5 separate regions of the Mus musculus genome follow, and regions 2, 3, 4 and 5 are each linked to region 1. The links are chromatin contacts, called in public Hi-C, HiCAR-type and promoter capture Hi-C maps. All regions are on one chromosome and are shown on one strand. Each heading gives the region's core, a stretch centred on a gene start, on an enhancer-like site or on the middle of the called end of the contact. The rest is flanking DNA. Distances are from core to core; before and after follow the strand shown. Region 1 holds the start of Trim34a (tripartite motif-containing 34A). Region 2 holds the start of Rhog (ras homolog family member G). Region 3 holds the start of Smpd1 (sphingomyelin phosphodiesterase 1, acid lysosomal). Region 4 holds the start of Cavin3 (caveolae associated 3). Region 5 holds the start of Trim68 (tripartite motif-containing 68).

Region 1 (2,700 bases), core at 123-2,622:
TTCTTCTTATTGTCATTCCTAGCTGGAGTATAAGCATGTCGATTTATTTCATATTAGATAAATATTGAATGGGTGCTTAGTATGCTTTTTTATGCCAAAACACGCTTTTTCCCATTGACATTTTTAATTAAAAGAGAGAGAGAGAGACACCTTAATTATCTTCTGTGTTTGGCCATGACTAAACTCTCTAGCATTGCAGTGCAGATTCAGAAAAAGGAGATGTGGTGAATTCTGAAAAGTGAAAGTACTGGACAATGGCGGGCAGGTGTTTAAACCATCTATGAAGATGCAAAATGCCCATATATTAGCCTAACATGGAAAATATTCAGGATCAATATCTTACCAAGAACACCTAGGCTCTGTCCAGAGCAATACCTAACTCTTGTTTACTATCTAAGCAAAAAAAAAAAAAAAAAGAACTGATATAACTTTTAGTGCAAAGATGCAAGCAAGAATGATCAATAAGGCCTAAGCCAGGTGAGGACACCAGGATCTCTTATGGCTACTGAGACAGAAACAAGCAGGTGGAGGGGTGAGGGGGTTGGGAAGGCACAAGCTTGCAGTCCCAGCTACTTTAAGAGGCTGAGGTAGGGTGATATTTGACCCCAGAACTCCAGGACCAACCTCAGTAAGGCGGTGAAACGGGCCTCAAAAATAAATAATAAATACGTATTTAAAAAAAAAATCTCTGTTTAAGTAAACATGGAATCCTAAGAGTGGCTCTTCAGAGGTACATATAGTTAGAAAGTGACACGGGGGCGGGTTTTCAAGTAAATCAAGGGCTCAGGATGTTAAGGTCACTGATAGCCCCTTTGGCTGCAAGGAGGGGAATAGAGGCTCCTCTTAGACTGAACCCCTGAAACTCTACAGTATCTTAGTAGGCAGAGGGGAGAGGAAACAAGGAGAAGGGAGAGAAGAGGAGGGGACGCGGGGGGTGGGGAGGGCTCCTGAGATTCCAGACCTGTTTACAAGGTGTATCACAGCAGCAGAGCAGAAGGAAACAGGAAGTGCTTGCCCCAGCAAAAGAAGGGGCTTCTCCAGAAAAAAAAAAAAAAAAAGACCTTCCTGCTCAATTTCAATTCGATTCCTCACGAACTCTTTTTCTCAACTTCAGATCACTGCGGTTTGTGATCTGTGAGCAAATAAGCCTCTCCTAAGCGTCACTGAAGTCTCTCCTTTTAGGGTCTCCCTCCCTCCACCCTGGACAAACTTTCGCACACACCTTTGGACCCTCACCTCCGACCTGGAAGGGGAGATCTTTCCTCCAGACAGAAGCGGTGAGGAAAAGCCAGGGACTGGTTTCAGCCAGCCAAACCAACCAGCAGCCCCTCCCTTTTTGACTGCAGAGAAAAGAAACTGAAACTCCAAACCAGCGGATACAGGAAAGAGGAGGAAACTTTTGAGTCCTAAGTATTGGCAAAACTCTAGGCCACCAATAGATGGCAATGCAGGGACTCTGGTGATCCAAGGCTAGAGGAGAAGTTTTCAGCAGCCAGGAAGAGCTTTTTGGTGGCCATAGCTAAGGGCTGTCACTTACATCAGGTGGTTAAAGACCATGTTAAGGGAAGATTTCACTCAGCAAGAAGGCAGCCACGAACTCAAAAGAAACACGAGAAACTTTTATTAACGTGTGAGCCGAAAATAAAACAAATGGCCCAGCAAGCTATACAGTTTCTTACAATCTTTTTCAGGCCAGACAGCAGCGGTATTTTTATCTAGTCACCATCTGAGGGTGGTCTCTGAGTTCCTTAATGTTTAAAGGTGTTCAGTTAGGGGAACAACAACCCAGGAATACATGGGAACACATTAAAAAAAAAAAAAAAAGCACGGTCTTTTGCTTAATTTGTGAATAACAATAACCCTTTGGTTATGAAAATAGAATCTGCAGCTTTGCACTGACCTTTGTCCACTTTGACCTTCTCAAGTGTCTCCATCCCCAATCCCTTCCAGGTTAGCACATTTACATTCCTTTTAGGCTCCACTCAACAGTTACCTAGCAACAGTCAGGTAGGTCTGGCTTGCTATAAAAGGGACTGTTTGGCCCCTCCTTGTTCTCTCTGAGCCCTTTCTCCTTCCCCCTGTCCCCTCTCCACATGTTCCCTGCTGGTAGTGCTCCTCTCTCTCTCTCTCTGTCTCTCTGTCTCTGTCTCTCTCTATCTCTGTCTCTCTCTCTGTCTCTCTCTCTCTCTGTCTCTCTCTGTCTCTCTCTCTCTGTCTCTCTGTCTCTCTCTCTTTCTCTCTTCTTACCCACCCCCCTCAAGAATTATCAAGTCTACCCAATAAACAAGAAAGGGAAACCATGCCTGCAGCAGGGAATGGTGCCAGTGAAGTTGTAAGGGTCCATAATTCAAAGAAGAATGACACCCAACTCAACTGGTATGCAAATGTAAAGATAGATTTCTGCAGAAGTCCAGCAAGCTGGGGTCTCCCATTACCAAGATAGAGACACCCAAGAGAGCTTGCTGGTCTGATTTAAGGCTCATTAGGGAATTCTGAGGTAGGGACCTCTATGTTAATCTATTGGGTCCATCTCTATGGACATTCTATTACCTGGGTGTGAGGGCAGGAAACTTGCTGGGGAGGTCTGGGAACTGTTACCAAGGTAGTAACTGAGGAAGTCTGGAAACTGCTGCCTACCCATTGGCCTTGCTTCAGGCCAGGTGGTTGGGACATTCCATTAACTGGGCTTGAAGGCTGGAG
Region 2 (2,700 bases), core at 137-2,636, 2.0 Mb after region 1:
TTACAAACCTCACTTAAGGACCCTGTTATTTTTGGGACTCACAAACCTCTTCCCATTAAATACCAAACACTAGTTCTGCCCTCCCAAATTTCCCCTAGCCCCTCCAATTTATTCTCTTCCCATTGGGAGGAATTTGCCTAAGGGCCAAAGAAGAAGTAAGGGGTCCACAAACTGCCTGTGCGATGAGAACAGGCTTCTGGAATCTGAGAACACTCGTTTAGTCAGTCACTGACCAGCCTGAGTTTGATTGTCCTAACTTGACTTTCTATACAGTACCACAGCACGGATACCTATTCTGTAATCTTCACATCCTCTGGGTGGAGAAATTTTTTTTGTTGATTTTACCAAAACAAAACAAAACAAAAAACTGATACTTGGAAACATTAAACTACCTGTCAGACCTGATCCACTTTATTTGGAGGTCCTCTGTAAGACGGGGTGTTTATCTTGTGTTGTTTTCACTGTACCTTGCGGAGCTCTGCACGTGGTAGAGCACCCAGAAAGTTGTTAAAAGAATCAAGACTGTGGATTCTCCAGGAAAACTGCGCCCAAGGCCTGGGTTAGAAGCACCAGAGGGCGCCCTCGAGGCCGTCCACTCGCCGGTCTCCAGGGCCCAAGCCGGACCTCAGGCCTGGGCGCGGTCCTACCGCTCCAAACAGCCGCGCGCCAGGGCGAGATCAGGGAACAAGAAGAGCCCCACGTCTTCCCACGCCCCGCCCCCTCCCCAGGGCCCCGCGGAGCTGCGAGGTGCGGAACCACGACACGACATCCTGTTTTGGGGGCCCGCGCGGCTCCGCCTGCATCTCTGCTGATCACGTCTTTTCCCGGGGTGCTGACGGCAGCTGCCCTCCCCCCACCTCTGTCTCCCCACCCTCCCCAGGGGTCTGGGACCTTCCCACTGCTGAATCACCACCACCCAGCATTCTCCCAAGGCTCAGGGCAGGGGTGGGGACTGCCCCAGCCTGACCCATTCCGGCTAACCCCTAGCCAGCCGCGGCTACCTCTAGATTCCCGGGCTGAGCGGAAGGCATTTCTCAGCCTTCCCGCGGAGGCTGCGGGGCGGGGAGTGAGATACTAGGAAGAGAACAAATGCCCAGCGCCTAGCTTAGGGCCCCTGCTGGGGGGTGGGGGGGAGATGCCAAGTGAAAGCGGGGAGACCTGACCTTGAGAGGCCAGACTCAAGGGGTCTCAGGGCTCACGGGGCGAAGAGTGGAGAGAAGCAGGGTGTGCGGGACTGTGCGGAGGGCAAAGCTTGCAGAAAACCCGAGGCTGGAGGGTGGGGGAGGCCTCCGACTTCCTAGTCCGCCCCGCCCCGGCCGGCCCGCCCCCGCGCCCCGCCCCGGCCCTGCCGGCCCGGCCCCCACCCCCCCACTTCCTCCGGCCTCCAGTTCTCACTTCCTTCTTGAGCCCAGAGCCGCCGCCGCCGCCCCCAGCTCCCCCGCCGCGGGGAGGGCACCAGGTGAGGCCCGGGTCGAGCCCGTCGGGCAGGGGTCCTGGGAAGAGGAGTTCAAGCTGGCCCGGACTGGGTACCCGGGAGCCGGGAAGTTTGCAGGAGGGAGGCCGAGGGCGGGAGGTTTTCGTTCACTGCAAGTTGGGCGGGCGCGGCAGGCCGGGCGGGGACAGCGGCCACCGCGACCCGATCGCTGGTGGCCGGGTTGAGGGTGGGATCCGAGGGACAGCGCGAGCTCCTGCTGTCCGCGAGGGACCACTGAGATCCGAACCGTGAGAGGCTCGGAAGTGGGAAAGCGCTGAGCTGTGAGGCTGGGACTCTGCGGTGGGGTGCCCTCAGAAGTTGTGGGGCTGTTCAGTAGTGTGTGAAAGGAAAGGGCCTCTGGGCTGCAGAAGGCGCGCTCTCTGCTCTGCAGTTGTGACATTTGTGAGGCTGGGGTTGGGGGTGGGGGGCGGTGTCTGAGGCCTCTGAAGTCTCACCCGGGAAGGTCGGAGCCAGTCCATAGCTGCTACACTGTTGCTGCTGAGGACTCGGTGGGGGAATCCCCATTCCCTCTCTGTATTTTTCTGAGCCAACCTCTTTATTCCTGTCCCATACAACAGCGGGTATTTAGTGAACACGTCTGTTGTGTCTATCAGACTCAATCTGGCCTTTTTTATTTTGAGGATAAACTGAGGAAGGAAAGGGCCACTATACCGATAGTCACTGACAACTTCCATGACTTTGAGAGGCAGCTGGAGTACTGGCTTTCGGTAATGATTGAGAGCTCTTAACGTCTTCTCCCTCACCTGAACTCCCCATACTGTCTTCCACATTCGCCATAGTGTCGACCACATTCGCCTCCTTCCGGCTCTTCCCCCAACCACATAGATGTACCCAGGCCCTGATCTCGCATTTACCCTGCCCTGCCTGTTGTTCAGCCTCTGACTACCACACACATATCTCCCCATTTTGTTTCTATCTTCCCTGCCGCCCTCAGTCCGTCTCCTTCCCTTGGTCTGTAATCTAGCTTTGGTGTCAGAAACTGCTTTAAACTTGCTGAGTTTGAGAGCCTTTTTCAAACGTCTTTAGCTTAGAGATGCTGGCTGCAACCTCCCGATGATGGAGATGATTAAACATGTGCACACGCCCGTGAACATGCAAGTTTTGGTGTTCTTTATCTCTTAGAGACAAAATAACTGCCCTCAGCCTTGAGAAGGCCCAGAGCAGAAGCCGGCAGAATGAAGGGAACCTGCGGTGGGTGACACTGT
Region 3 (2,700 bases), core at 62-2,561, 1.3 Mb before region 1:
AAGGGCAGGTCACACTTGCTGTACTCGCCCCAGAACCCAGCCCCCTTCTGGGAGTTGGGTGGCCATCCGGACCCCCGGCGGCAGCAAAGTGGATCTGCACAGTAAGGGTCTGTGCCCTCCAGGTACTCATGGTCCCAGTGTAGATCAGTAAGGAAGAGGACACGGCTGACAGGGGCACCGGGGGCTGGTGGGCTCGGTGGCTTTGGGGGTGGCTTCGGCACTGATGGCAAAGAGATGTTCCAAGTCGAAAAGATGTCCCAGTGTCCACAAGAGGAGCCCAGAAGCAAGCCACAAGCCTCTGATGGGCTCAGAACTGAACGTGTCCACACCTCCACCACATCGTCCTCAAAGAGATGGACGGCTGACTGGCACACATCTAGTGGTGCTATGTTCAGCATCTTGCATATCTTGATGGCCACAGAGCCTACCCGTGCCACATTGGGCTCCTTCTGTGGTGGAAGGAACCAATGAAGTTAGGTCAGAGACAGAACAAGTGAACCCTGGCCACCACTCCACAGGCTTCCATGTCTAAATCGGAGCTAGGATAACTCTGTCACCATGATAAAGAGACATCAGTATCTCCCACACACTGCCCAGCAGTTCAGCACCAGGCCTCTAGCTACCTACTCTAGCTCAGGGTGTGCTACCATTTCAAGCCCACAATTAGCCAGCTGACTTTACTCTCCCTAACTTTATAAAGGTCACAGTGGGGTAGTGGTAACATGGATGCATAGGAAGCACCCTCTACCAGAAATATATTGCCCCCTCCCCCGGGCATACCAGTGCACTTCATCCTGCCCCCAGCATTCCACAACAGCCCTTCACGCACTCACCTTCAGCCCATGGTTGAGAGCAGTGAATAAGACTTTGCAGGCGGGGCAAGTGAGGTTCTGCCACCCAAAGGCACTCTGGAGCGGCGGCGCTATGGCACTGAATTTGACAGAATGGCCTTCAGAAGGAAGAGGATAAGCTCTGGCAGGAACCCAAAGAACCGTGGAGTCAAACAGAGCCAGAACCAGCGCCAAGCCCAGCCCCATCCAAAGGAGTCCCACTCTGGGTGCCGGTAAGGACCTCTCCAGTCTCTGCTCCCAGCCGGCTCTGAGGTGGTCCTGGCCGGATGATGCTCTGTGGTGGGGCATTGCCAGGCTCGTAGACAGGACTGGCTTGCCCCTCCAGGCCCCACAGGCCGAAGCCCTGGCTGGCCCTCGGGGCCCGGGTAACGCTGGAGACACCTGATTACCCTTCGTTGTGGTTGACTGATAGCTCAGCAGCCAGCCACAAAACAGCTCCTCCCCTTCCTGTTCCTCTTATGGCCCAGCAACTGTGGGGGAGCGGCTGTCAAAACCTTGGGGGCGGAGCAAAAGGGGGCTCGCCAACCCGCCCTGATCCGCCTTCTTCAGCCACAGCCCAATCACCCCGGGCGGTCTTAGGACCCGCGGGGTTGGGGTGGGTAGGTGACCTCGGTAGAGACAAGCTTCACCACCCTGAGCCATTGCTGCGCGAGGCTGCGGGCGGCGGCCCCGATAATTTCTGCCCAGAACTGATGGAAGCCCTTTAGGGAACTCCCAGGTGCCCCTCTCTTCCACCCCCCCTCCCCGCTTTTTTTTTTTTTTTTTTTTTTTAAACATTCAGATTCCTAGAATAGATGCCCGGCTCAGCTGGTCATTAAACTGAGAAGATTAACTAGAGAGGGCTGGGGCAGCGATGCTTGCATTGAGCGGATTGACCTGCCATGGACGGTCCTCCCCTCGATTTCCTATGCTCTGCCACCATTACAGCAGCCTTGAATCACTTAAGGTTTTGTTAATGTGTCTTTCTTTTAATTTAAAATTTTGCATTATTATTTATTTATGTGTATGGGTATTTTGTATGTGTGTGCACCACGTGCGTGGTGCCTGCTGGAGGCCGGAAGAGGATCCACCTGGACTGGAGTTATAGATGTATTGAGGTCGCCACGCCCGTGCTGCGTGCTGGGAATTCTACCCAGGTCCCAACACTATTAGGTGTGGGACCTGCCCTGGAGCCTGGTCAACCTACCAGGGGTCGTCATATCCTTAAAAAGAAAACTGCCTCTTCTAGGAGCTCTCCGATGCCAATACGCCTTAGCTAGGAGTGAGCCTTTGGAATTTTGTCTCGCTTGAACATCCTGTGCGTGCTGTCACAATCATGGCGATTTCACTGCATGCAACTTCCCTGTCGTGCCAGAAAAGTTTCCTTTAGTCACCCGCTGCCTCTGGCTCTTCCAGTCTTTCAGTCCCACTTTCAATCACTTAGCCTTGTAAGGAGAGGTGTGATATAGACCCCATTTAGGGAGGATCACTTCGAAGTCTCTTGTTCTCTGATGATCATTTGTAGGTGTCTGTGTTTAACTCTCTCCTGCTTCAAGAAGCTTCACTGGTGAGGACTGCTAAGTGCTCTGATCTACGGGTACACTAAAGTCATTTAAATACTGTGCCTATTAGCAGAATAATAGTAGTAGGTTCTCTGCCCCGCTATGGGGGTTATGACCTATCTAGCCACAGGCCCTTACACTGATAATGGTGCCAGGTATGGGTTACATCTCATCTCTCAAAGGTCTTCTTAAGTGTTTTTAATCCTATTTTATCTGTTGTTGTTTGTTTGTTTTGTTTTTGAGACAGGATCTCACTATGTCTTGCCCCAGGATCCACAGTTCGGGAGCCAGCCAATCTTCTAACAAAG
Region 4 (2,712 bases), core at 141-2,640, 1.2 Mb before region 1:
CATTCATGCACACACACATATACATAAATAAATAAAAACATCTAAAAGATTTCCAAGTTGTTGGGCTGGGGTATGGCTTAGTGGCAGAATACTTGTCTAGCGTGTTTGAGGGTTTGGGTTTGATCCTTAACGCTGTGCCTTTTCAGCCAACTAATGGGGCAGTCAATGAACACCTATAACTTCAACACTCAGGTGTCTGAGACAGGAAGATTTTGAGTTTGAGGCCTGGGTTACACAATGAGTCCCTATCTCAAAAACACAGAAACAGGGTCAAAGATGTAGCTCCGTTGAAGATGTTGACCAGTGTGCATAGGAGCCTGAGTTCGATTTCCAGCACCAGCATAAAGTAGGTTTGGTGGCACACAACTGTTATCTCAGCCGTTGGGTGGCAGAAGCAAGAACAGACATTCAAGACCATCCTTGGCTGAACAGTGAGTTCAGGGCCTCCCTGAATGACATGAAACCCCGCTCAAACTCTTTGTGTTCTTTTGTCAGGCTCAGATGGCTCTGCTAATATCGGGTCCAAGATGAGCAAATCAAACTCTAACATAAAAACAAAGTTTTCACAACCAGAACTCAGGAATCAACCTTTATGTAGTGATTTTCCACTCTAACACTCACTATGTAGTTCATCATGGTCTCCAATTGGTGATTTTCCTACCTCAATATGTATCACCATATCTAGCTACTGCAGCATTTCAAATCCTCACACTCACCAATTTCGGAGACGGGATTGAAGGCATTACGCAGGAACCACAGCCAATCTCCATTAAAACGGACAAACCAGTACTTATTCTAACTCATGGCTGAGCTATCCTCCAGGAATCCAAAGAAGAACAACGCAGTCCAGTAGGAAGAAATAGCAATAAACGAAGCCAGAGGCTAAACCTGGAAAATATCAGAGGATGCCCCGCCCAGCCCGCCTAGACACAAAGCCCTGCCTTGGGCCTAGGCAGTCTTGGGTCTGAGGCAGAACATTCCAAACTTTACAGGCCTCCGCCCAGCGTTGGGGCTCAGCAGCTTTGACGGCTTAGGCTATGCCTTTAACACCCCTGCCTTCCACCCCCACCCCCTTCTCTGATCACTAGATAGATAAATGAAATTTTCAGTGGTTTGCCTTTTGCTGTGAAGAACACAGGCCTGAAAGAAGCCCACCAGGAAAATGGGGGAAAAGGAGCACAAACTCAGAAAAGAGGTGCCTCTGGGCAGGACTGTCTTACTCGCAGATCCCGGGGCGGAGCCTTCGAAAGAGCCCCCTTTGGACATTCCGCCCCCTTGCTCGGCCTCCTCCTTTTCCCACCGCGGAAGATGCCAACTCCCGCCCGGCTGAGTCACGGCCTGAACTAGGGGAGGAGGCGGGGAAAGGCAGCCCCAGCCCAGATCGCAGCCATCGGTCTCAGGGAGAGCAGGCCCGGTGGTCAGAGATCATGGGGGAGAGCGCACTGGAGCCCGGACCTGTGCCTGAGACGCCCGCAGGGGGTCCGGTGCACGCAGTCACCGTGGTGACCTTGCTGGAGAAATTGGCCACCATGCTGGAGGCTCTGCGGGAGCGGCAAGGCGGCCTGGCTGAGAGGCAGGGCGGCCTGGCGGGCTCCGTGCGTCGCATACAGAGTGGCCTGGGTGCGCTGAGTCGCAGCCACGACACCACCAGCAACACACTGACGCAGCTGCTGGCCAAGGCGGAGCGCGTGGGCTCGCACGCCGACGCAGCCCAGGAGCGGGCCGTGCGTCGCGCTGCTCAGGTGCAGCGGTTGGAGGCCAACCACGGGCTGCTGGTGGCGCGCGGGAAGCTGCACGTCCTGCTCTTCAAGGTCAGTGACCTCAGGCATCCCTCTCCCGCCCCCAACCCTCGCCTCTAGGTTACCACCGAGGGAAGGACTCCTGCCACCCACCCGTCCGCATCTCCACATTCCTGACCCAGCGTGCTGCCCTCACTTGTGGAAGACTCTCAGAGCCGCACCCACTTTCTCACAACAGCGACCTTATCCCTTTCTCACTCCCAGCCTGGCCAACCCACGCCCTCCCTAACTCAGGCCAGTCTGCGGATTTGGTCAGTCGCACCCACATGGAACTAACTGTTAGGTGTTACTCTGCCTCCTCCAAGCGCCTATACAGCTGTTACACTCTACACGGTTTCATCCACTTTGCAAACTTGCAAGGTCCACTTTCCCCCTCTTTGCTCATCTCTCTGCTCCTCCATCCTCCCCATCCCCCATCTTCCCATTCCTCTATTTTGGCCCCAATTCCTAGTGCAGATGCAAAGGGTGGAGTAGCTTCCCTTGGCGGGCGGGCAAGAGAGTTTCAGGCTGGTCCTGGCTAAGTGCCAGGGTCAAATCAGAGAATCAAAAGCTGTGTCATCACATTTAGGAGGAGACTGAAATTCCAGCCCGCGCCTTCCAGAAAGTCCCAGAGCTCTTGGGTCCGGAGGACCAGTTGGTGCTGGGCCCAGATCAGCCAGAGGATGAAGTTGGAGAGAGTTCTGAAGAGGAGCCAGTGGAGTCCAGGGCTCAGCGGCTGCGCCGCACTGGTTTACAGAAAGTTCAAAGCCTGAAAAGGGCTCTTTCCAGTCGTAAAGCAGCACAGCCCACACCAGTCAAGCCGCCACGCGTAGGGCCTGTCCGGAGCTCTGAAGGCCCATCAGAAGGCCAGCCTGCAGCTCAGCCTGAAATGGAGTCCGAGCTCGAGACTGCCCTGGAGCCAGAACCTCCTCAA
Region 5 (2,700 bases), core at 73-2,572, 1.6 Mb after region 1:
CTGTTACCGATAGGGAGCTCATCCTCAGCTGACAATAAAGCCTCTTGCAGTTTTGCATCAGGTGTGGTTTTCTCTCGAGTTATTGGAGTGCTGGCCAGCTCATCCCGGGACTTGAGCGGAAGTCTCCCCAGTTTCGGGGTCTAACAATAGTAGGTGTGGCCTTGTTGGAAGAAGTGTGTCACTGTAGGGATGGGCTTAGAGACCCTTCTCCTAGCTTCCTGGAAGCCAGTCTTCTCCTGTTCTTATTTTTATTCTGTATAAGTTCATCAGCCAATGAGGTTACTTGATCGTGTCTTCAAAACTTTTAAGTCCAAAGTGCTCCTCATAAGCAAGAGCCTCTTCCCCCAGTCACTCTATGGTGTCCTATTCTCAGGGCCTTTGAGAGTCAGTCATAGTTACAAACACATTCAATTACAAATGAAAAAGATGTCCCCTTTTGATTTCAATTCCCTTGAACTTGGTTGACTTTAAGGCAGAGAATGTATGACCCAGTCTTGCAATCCAGGTCTCTTTGTATGCATGCTCAATTAGTATTTTTTAAATGTCTTCTTTGAATCCATCTGTTCACTGTGACATAAGGTCAGTCATTTGTCTCTACCAAGAAGCAGAGGCTCAGTTCAAATCTCAGTTCCTCCCTCTCCCCCTACAGTGCTGGTCCTGTCTATTTTCAATAATTTTCTGGGTGTCACCCTGAAGAATGTCAACCATGTCCTCAGCTCTGACATTGTCATGGAATTCAAAGAGCATGGGTCCCAACGATAAACATATCACTGGAAGCTGGATTCATCTGGAATTTTTTTCGTTACTTCCCATATGTCACTGAGTGTCTTCTCTTGCTTACTCAGTAAAAGTCCCAGTATCCGAAAAAGAACCAAAGAACTACAAAGAAAAATCCAGGTCTATGATTTAACACGCTTGGTCTTGTGTGTCTCTGCGGTTGGACGAGAGGAAAGCTTACACACTGCTTTAAAAAGATTTTTTTACTGGCAGCTTATGATCAGGACTTCGTAATTTAATATGTTTTCTAACTCTGAAACTAGTTTGTTGCAATGAGGAGCTACCAAAAGTATGTAAGTGTCAAGAGTTAGCCAGGAAAAACAGAAGCATTTATTAAAACTTTTGCTTAATTGTCTGAAACCTGGAGCAGCCACTTGCAGCTCGTGTTCCAGGGAACTGCGGATTCCAATGCGTAAAGGTGCCACTTAAGGAAGCCCGGCTGCGCACCCACGCTAGGTAGCTGAATTCAACCAGGAAACGTGGCAAGCGAACAGCCAATCAGGCCACTCTGAGTGCAGAAGTGATTCGTCGGTTCCGGCGCAGTGGGTGGGTCCTGCAGCTCCGGGCGCGGCTCTTGCCTTGGGTCCCTCGCCCCCGCTGCTATCGCGGCTTCCGGCGGCGGGCGAGCGCCCCGCTGCTTCCTACGCTGCGGATTGGACCGCTGGAGCCCCGCGCCTCCACAGCTGCTTAGAGAAGGAGGCGACAGCAGACCTCTTTGGAGGACAACACAGGTCCTGCCCTCTTTACCCTCCCCTGTTCCCAATCCCACCGCCCTGGGGAACTGCCTAGTGCCCGAAGGTCAGGAAGGCACGGACCGCCACTGCTTCCAGACCCGAGGCTGGTTTCTGCCGCTTCCAGGCTCTTCCCCCTCCCTTCGCGGCCCTGAGGACCGTGGAGGCACTGGTTGCTAGGTGCAACCTTTTGATATTGTAGTCTACAAAGTTCACTCTGGAGAACAAAATCGCATAAAGAAACTTAACATTTTACAGTTTTGTGTTTGGCCTGTATTCACAGCTGCCCTCAGCTACAGGTTGGACAGGTCTGAGCAGTTAATGAGTCAAACTTTTGACCAAGTATTTATGTTTGATAAAAGATCTCTATTGGAGATCCTCTATTGGAAAACTGTATTTATCTCCAGATCTTTGACATCTTTCCCATGTTTACATTTTTTGAGGCAATGTATAGAACTAACATGCTTCCACTACATTTTTGTGATTTATCTTGATTTATCATTTCTATCTTTCTTTGCCTCGCTTTCCTACTGCCAGTGTCTTCCAAATTTTCATCTGCTGTTTTGTCTGGTTGTTGTTGTTGTTGTTGTTGTTGTTGTTGTTGTTGTTGTTGTTGTTGTTTGGGGGTTTTTTTGGTTTTCTGTAGCTTTAAGTAGTGCTTTTGACACCAAAGCATGAACAGGTGGACACATGCACACTGCCTTAGATGAAGATATTAACACCTCTACTATCAGCTATGCCTAAACATTTACATTGAATTCTCATGCATTTAACAAGTATTGAGACACTGTTGTTGGCATCAAGAATACACTGAGCAAAACTGAAGATAACTCTGTATTAAACGTACCACGACATTAGGATATTGTAAGAAAAACAGAAAATATGAATAGTAAATTTCTAGTGTGTGAATTAAGAAACCCACAGACTCTGGTAAATGATATCAACAGTGAGATCGTGGAAACAGTCTCAGTTGGAAGAGTGTGATTCCAAATAGGGTAAAATGAACAGACCCCGGGTCCAAGCACTGCACATAGCACTGAGGAGAATATGGCTGCCACGGGTGCAGTTGGGAGAGTAAGAAGACTTAGGCATCTGCCTAGCATGCTTGAGATTCTTGTTAAATCCCCAGCATTTCAGAACAGTCGAGGGGGTGAGGGGGTGAAAGGAGGATGCTTACTCCATGATCCCTCCG

The links. Promoter capture Hi-C pulls out the DNA fragments that hold promoters and counts their contacts. A called contact is a pair of places that touch in the nucleus more often than the background predicts. HiCAR-type assays count read pairs that join an accessible place to other places.
Region 2: a contact with region 1 is called in a promoter capture Hi-C map of embryonic stem cells, with 4 times the contacts expected there. The contact joins the promoter of Rhog here to the promoter of Trim34a in region 1. A contact is called at or near these places in 1 of 39 promoter capture datasets (embryonic stem cells) and 1 of 115 datasets of contacts at active chromatin or transcription factors (bone marrow-derived dendritic cells).
Region 3: a Hi-C map of B cells shows a contact between it and region 1, with 6 read pairs. The contact joins the promoter of Smpd1 here to the promoter of Trim34a in region 1. A contact is called at or near these places in 1 of 39 promoter capture datasets (the 3T3-L1 cell line) and 1 of 484 Hi-C or Micro-C datasets (B cells).
Region 4: a HiCAR-type map of astrocytes shows a contact between it and region 1, with 4 times the contacts expected there. The contact joins the promoter of Cavin3 here to the promoter of Trim34a in region 1. A contact is called at or near these places in 2 of 39 promoter capture datasets (cranial neural crest and liver), 1 of 115 datasets of contacts at active chromatin or transcription factors (astrocytes) and 1 of 9 other capture datasets (adipose tissue).
Region 5: a contact with region 1 is called in a promoter capture Hi-C map of second pharyngeal arch cranial neural crest. The contact joins the promoter of Trim68 here to the promoter of Trim34a in region 1. A contact is called at or near these places in 8 of 39 promoter capture datasets (the 3T3-L1 cell line, 3T3-L1-derived adipocytes, the C10 cell line and 5 more).

Annotation. Positions count from the first base shown.
Region 1 is chr7:104,243,129-104,245,828 of GRCm38.p6, reverse strand. It overlaps Trim34a (tripartite motif-containing 34A), which reads right to left and starts at 1,372. Exons shown (of 8, transcript NM_030684.3): 1 at 1,237-1,372.
Region 2 is chr7:102,248,804-102,251,503 of GRCm38.p6, reverse strand. It overlaps Rhog (ras homolog family member G), which reads left to right and starts at 1,386. Exons shown (of 2, transcript NM_019566.3): 1 at 1,386-1,459.
Region 3 is chr7:105,552,971-105,555,670 of GRCm38.p6, reverse strand. Smpd1 (sphingomyelin phosphodiesterase 1, acid lysosomal) reads right to left here and starts at 1,311. Exons shown (of 6, transcript NM_011421.2): 1 at 834-1,311; 2 at 1-449. The coding sequence starts at 1,139. Gm39063 (a long non-coding RNA gene) reads left to right here and starts at 1,310. Exons shown (of 3, transcript XR_869857.2): 1 at 1,310-1,569.
Region 4 is chr7:105,480,875-105,483,586 of GRCm38.p6, reverse strand. It overlaps Cavin3 (caveolae associated 3), which reads left to right and starts at 1,390. Exons shown (of 2, transcript NM_028444.1): 1 at 1,390-1,811; 2 at 2,368-2,712. The coding sequence starts at 1,428. Gm36847 (a long non-coding RNA gene) reads right to left here and starts at 788. Exons shown (of 3, transcript XR_378395.4): 1 at 717-788.
Region 5 is chr7:102,685,949-102,688,648 of GRCm38.p6, reverse strand. It overlaps Trim68 (tripartite motif-containing 68), which reads left to right and starts at 1,322. Exons shown (of 7, transcript NM_198012.4): 1 at 1,322-1,508.